Linked DNA regions of Triticum aestivum: region 1 is linked to region 2. The links are chromatin contacts, called in public HiCAR-type maps. All regions are on one chromosome and are shown on one strand. Each heading gives the region's core, a stretch centred on a gene start, on an enhancer-like site or on the middle of the called end of the contact. The rest is flanking DNA. Distances are from core to core; before and after follow the strand shown.

Region 1 (2,700 bases), core at 78-2,577, 430 kb before region 2:
AAGACATGGGCGGACCTACCGAGCGGCTGGAGCTGGATGCTGCGTGCGTGCCCATCTGTGGCCAGCGGCGGCGCTTCCACTTCGAGGCCGGGAAGAAGGGGTCAGAGGAAGCAGCGACGGCGATCGAGTTTTTCGGAAGTCCTTTCACGCGGTGGAGACCTGACCGGGCAGGGCAGTTTCGTTGAGTCCTAGAACGCCAGCTGCGGAGGGTAAAAACGGAAAAGAGCAGCGCGAGTGCGACCCGCTTTAGCTCAATTTTATTTACTTATTTATATATATCCAAACATTGGACTGGTTTGAGATTCTTCGTCGTAGCCTGGTAGACCAGGACTGGAGTCGCCAGCTAGCTTTTGCTTGCGCAGGAACTAGAGCTACTATCTCCCTGCAGCCGAGCAAGTGCCGATCGATGCTTCGTTTGCAAGGATACTCCAGGCGCAGGGGCAACACAGAGCCGTAATTTTACAAGTTTTTTTTTTAAGATTTTAGTACGGGTTGGGTTACGGTATCGAATAATTTGTCGTACTCCGAACACAATCTATTTTACCGAATCAAGGGGGAAATCCAACCTGCCTGGAGGGAGAAACCTGGAATTTAAAATGAGAATCGGTGCGCTGGCGCTGCCAAGTGGGCCCCTGGTGCCAGCGAGAGGAAGGCAGAGAAGAGGCTTCCACCGGTACTGTTGCCTGCCCGCCTGCTTGCGTGCGTGGGAATGTGCGCAGTAACTTCACAGTCAGCAGCCAGCCAGCCAGCAGAACGAGAGAGAGAGAGAGAGAGGAGGGGCAGCTCCAGAAGCAAGCTCCCCATTCTTTCTTCAGAAAAAAAAAGGAATTTCCTCTCCGAGGCTCAGGCGCTTTCCATCCATCTCCTTCTCCTCGCCACACGGAACCCGGAGCGGGTCACTGACACGCCGCCCCCGCCCGCAGCTCAAACTCCCATTCCGCTCCCCTCTCCCTCCTGGCTTGCGTCCTACGCCTGGCGCTCCTTCCATTTCCACCCCGGCGTGCCTCGGTCACTGACGCGCGGGCCCACCGGGGGCGAGCCCGTCATTTCCGCGGGGGCCACTGTGCGCGGACGGAAGAAAGGCTCGGCTTCGGCTCCCATCCTGTCCTTGGTCGGGCGGCGGCCACCTCGCCCCGCTCCCCGCGGTTGCCCGCTGACGCGTGGGGCGCCGTGACGGTGGGGCCCGGCGGTCGGTGGGGGGGTGAAGTTAGGTGGTGCGATGTGGCGGTGCGGGGCGGGGGCAGGCGGGGTGCGTGTGTGTCGTGTGTGCGGGGCGGGGGTGGGGATTATTTTAGTCCGCGGTTTTATTCGGGCATTTAAAAGGCCCGGCCACCACGCCGTGGCCTTGGTTCGTCTCCGCCTCCACGCCCCCCATATTTCCCATTCCTTTCCCTGCCCTGCCCTGCTCCCACCCACATCTCCACCTCCACCCTCTCCATCCACTCCACCGGCGCATCGGGGTGTCTCCGTCTCCGTCCGTCCGGCCGGCGTGGTTTTCTTCCTTCCCGAGCCGCGACGAACGCGCGACATGGCCACCGCCGACGACGCGGTCGCCGCCGACATCATCTGCTCGCTGCGCGGGGCCGACCTGGCCGGGTGGACGCCGCCGTGGAGCAAGCGCGGGAGGCCGATGGAGGAGGCGAGGGAGCTGTCCTGGCCGGCCGTGGCGCGGGGGAAGCGCTCGCGGCGCCGCTCCCCGGCGTCGTCGTCGGCGACGGCTGCGGCGGGGGGTAAGGCGGCGAGGTGCGCCCGGTCCAGCCCGGCCTCGCCGCTCGACTACAGCGCCGGCTCCGCCTCCCTCCGCTCCGGCGCGTCCACCAGCGGCGGCGAGGACGGCGCCTTCTGCTCGCCGTGGCACCGCCGCGCGGCCACCGCGCCGGCGACGGCGACGACGAAGACGACGACGAAGGTGCGTGCGCTCATATCCATCCATCCACCCATCCACCCCCACGTCTCCCACGTCCCTGCCGCCGCCCCCCGCTTCGTTTTGGGTTCTTCTCCCTCCCCCACCACCAGCGTCTCTCTCTCCTATCTCTGCGCTTTCCTTTCTTTGGTTTCTTTTTGCCCTTTTCGATTTTTTCCCCTGCCGCGTGACGAAACTGCCCCTACTGGTCAGCCGCAGCCGCAACCGCATCAGCAACCAGCAAAGATCCCTTCTTCCCTTCGCGATTTGAACACCGCCTTTTCCACCTTCTCCATCTCATTTTCTCCTCATTTCATACCATTTCAATCCCCTCTCGCTTGGCCATGTTCCGCTCCGGGGATCCGCATTGGTTCTTCCTCCCGAATTACTATTTCAGTTGCAAAACCATTGCCAGCTCCAGCCAAAAAAAAGCCATAAAAGAAGAGCCGAAATTCAGCATCTTATTCCATAAGTGCGTGCGGATTTGCTTATGCTGGAGTGATGCACGCAGTGGTTGACTCCTAGTACCGGCGAAGGGGGGGCAGTTCGGGAACTCGCGGCGCAGCCGGTGGGTGAGCCCCCGGGGCTTCAATTCGGCAGCATATCTCCAAGCGACCATGCCCGTCCGTATCCCGGAGCTACCCCTCGGCTCCCCACAGCGCGGGGGCATTAAAGCGAGGGGCAGCGCGGTCATTTCCCCACGTCCTTTATCCCCCGGTGCAATTGCTCGTGTGGTGGGAGCCTGCAGGGTGTGGCGTGGCCCCCACTCCCTAGCCCCCTTCTGGTGTTGAGTGTAC
Region 2 (2,700 bases), core at 184-2,683:
GGAGTGTTTTCCCTGTGTTATTCTCTTTCACCTCGTCATTGTTCTTTATCGTGTTTTTCCCCCGCAGTTCATATCATATTTTCTCTCATGCTACTGTTTCTGTTCCCATGTCGTTCCTTAATAACGTTCTTGATCAAGTTCTTATCTACCAAATCTCATTTCCGCTGCTGTGTTTGGGATCCGTTCAAAACATTCACAAGAATTTTTGAATCTCCCATTCACCCCCCACTGGGCTATATACTCTCGGTCCTAACAGGAGCGCTTTAGTTCATATAAGAGTTTGTCCAGACTTGTCCTTTGCTATAAAAAGGATTGGGCCACCTTATTACACCTTTGTTACACTTGTTATTTGTTAGTCGTTACGAATTACTTTGCCACCAAACTATCTGTTACTGATAATTCCAGTGCTTGCAGAAAATACTTTGCTGCAAACCGCTTATCATTTTCTTCTACTTCTCGTTGGGTTCGACACTCTTACTTTTTGAAAGGACTACGATTGACCCCCTATACTTGTGGGTCATCAAAACGCAGCCTCCACCACAACTCGTTGACGTCCTCGTCTTCATGGCAACCTCCGCCATCATCCTTCTCCCTAGTTGTCGCTAACATCAGACATGACGCCGGATCACCTTGGCCATCAACACTGCCTCCTCTCTTCCCCATCCTCCTCATCGGAAAATCATTGAAAATACACGGGATTCGTCAAATGCGGGTCAGAACACCTCGGCAACTCCCCTGCTCTCTTCCGCATAAGAGAGAGAAGAGGAAGGGACGGGAGCACATACCTAAGAGAAAAAAAAGATAGGATTGGAGTGGGATGCAGTGGGTGGTTGAGGCGTGGAACACTTTAGATAAGAGCGAGAGAGACCGGAACGAAAACATTTGCTCTGAAAAATTAGGACACCGAACTATCTCAAAATGTGACGTGGCCACTCTTCCTGGTCAATATTCATGCAAACAATCCAACGATTATTACAACACTCGACCGAAATACTTAAGATCTGACTTTAGTTTTTTATCGATCCGAAAATACAATACGAGTTCCAAAACTTCTAAAGGTGTTTTCTCCATGGATTTTTGTACATTCAATATCTCATTTATTAATTATTCCCTCCATAAACTAATATAAGAATGTTTAGAATACTAGTGATCTAGATGTTTTTATATTAATTTATAGAGGGAGTAGCTTATTAATGATCTCCTGGCTTGTCTGAATTTACTTCAATCTAGTAAAGGTATTTTTTTCCATGGAATTTTTTAATAGTAATTTGGTCTCCACGCCGGCCAGCAGCTGTATCTCCTCGTCGGTATCGACGCCGTAGGGTTCACGTCTCTGCAGTCCACACCTCACATACTTTGACGAGCTCGTCGTCTCGCCCGCTCGCGGACAGTCGTCAGCCGCGACAAGGACGCCAACCCACCCTGCCATCCGTCATCCACTCCGCCCGTCCCTCCCACCCCCACCAACCAAAACCCACAACCGCCGAGGTCGTTGCGCATCCCCTCCCCCCCGAGCGCCTCCGCCCCCACCCCCGCCCCCGCCTCCGCCTGCCCCCCTCCCCCTCGCCACCCGACGACGCGGCGACGGAGGGCTCGATGTCGTTCCACTACCCGGACCACGGGCTCGCGATGGACGCGGCGGCGGCCGCCGCCTCGTCGCCAAACCCTAGCTTCTCACCCGGCGGCGGCGGCGGGGAGAGGGAGAAGGCGGCCATCGCGGCCCACCCGCTGTACGAGCGGCTCCTGGAGGCCCACGTCGCCTGCCTCCGCGTCGCCACCCCCGTCGACCAGCTCCCCCGCATCGACGCGCAGATCGCGGCCCGCCCGCCCCCGCTCGCCGCCGCCGCCGCGGCCGCGGGCGGGCCCTCCGGTGGCGAGGAGCTCGACCTCTTCATGGTACCTATGGCTTTCGCGCCCCTGCCTGTTTTTTCCCGCGTTGCCGCTGGGTGCCGTACATGTCTTCTGTATATGCTTCGTGTGAACAATAGGAATTAGGAATAGGGAGAAATTGGGATAAGTTTTGCATAGGTTTTGAGTAGGGCTAGTGATGGATTTATGATGTGCTCCTTATGGTGAACTTGGGAGGGTCGATCTGACTAGAGACTGCTGGTTATTGTAACAACGATGCTGGAATAGCCTTATCAATTTGTTTGTATGAATGAGAAATGAAACCAAAGCAGATACAGTATATATTCTACGCTAAGGTTCATCGATATAGTGGCACCATACTTGTTGAAGTAGTATAGATACGCCATGGGTCATTGGTGGGCCTTTTTGTGGTATTAACAGCTTATTTGGCACACCTGAAATGTCATACTAGTGTACCTGCTCGCCTGTATGAATTGCCCATTTCTGTCTTTACTTTGATCTTCTTTAGTAGTGCCCTTACGGCTACTGATCATCTAAAATGCTTTTATGTCGCATGACTAGAATTTCCTTTACTTTTCTGAAACTTTTATATCTTCTAAGAAATGAATATGTTGCTTACATCTAGCATAATGTTTTTTTCTATGTACAATCCTTCTTATGGGTTCTAATTATCCTTCATTGGCTTGTAGACACATTATGTATTGCTTCTCTGTTCATTTAAAGAACAACTCCAGCAGCATGTACGTGTTCATGCAATGGAAGCAGTGATGGGTTGTTGGGAGCTTGAACAATCCTTACAAAGTCTAACAGGTAAATGAAAGCATTTATCTA

What was found. HiCAR-type assays count read pairs that join an accessible place to other places.
Region 1: a HiCAR-type map of leaf shows a contact between it and region 2, with 4 times the contacts expected there. The contact joins the promoter of LOC123132458 here to the promoter of LOC123132457 in region 2. A contact is called at or near these places in 4 of 5 Hi-C or Micro-C datasets (leaf and an unstated tissue) and 1 of 1 datasets of contacts at active chromatin or transcription factors (leaf).

Annotation. Positions count from the first base shown.
Region 1 is chr6A:126,744,452-126,747,151 of IWGSC CS RefSeq v2.1, reverse strand. It overlaps LOC123132458, which reads left to right and starts at 1,327. Exons shown (of 5, transcript XM_044552251.1): 1 at 1,327-1,909. The coding sequence starts at 1,529.
Region 2 is chr6A:126,319,035-126,321,734 of IWGSC CS RefSeq v2.1, reverse strand. It overlaps LOC123132457 (homeobox protein knotted-1-like 2), which reads left to right and starts at 1,433. Exons shown (of 6, transcript XM_044552249.1): 1 at 1,433-1,896; 2 at 2,559-2,679. The coding sequence starts at 1,597.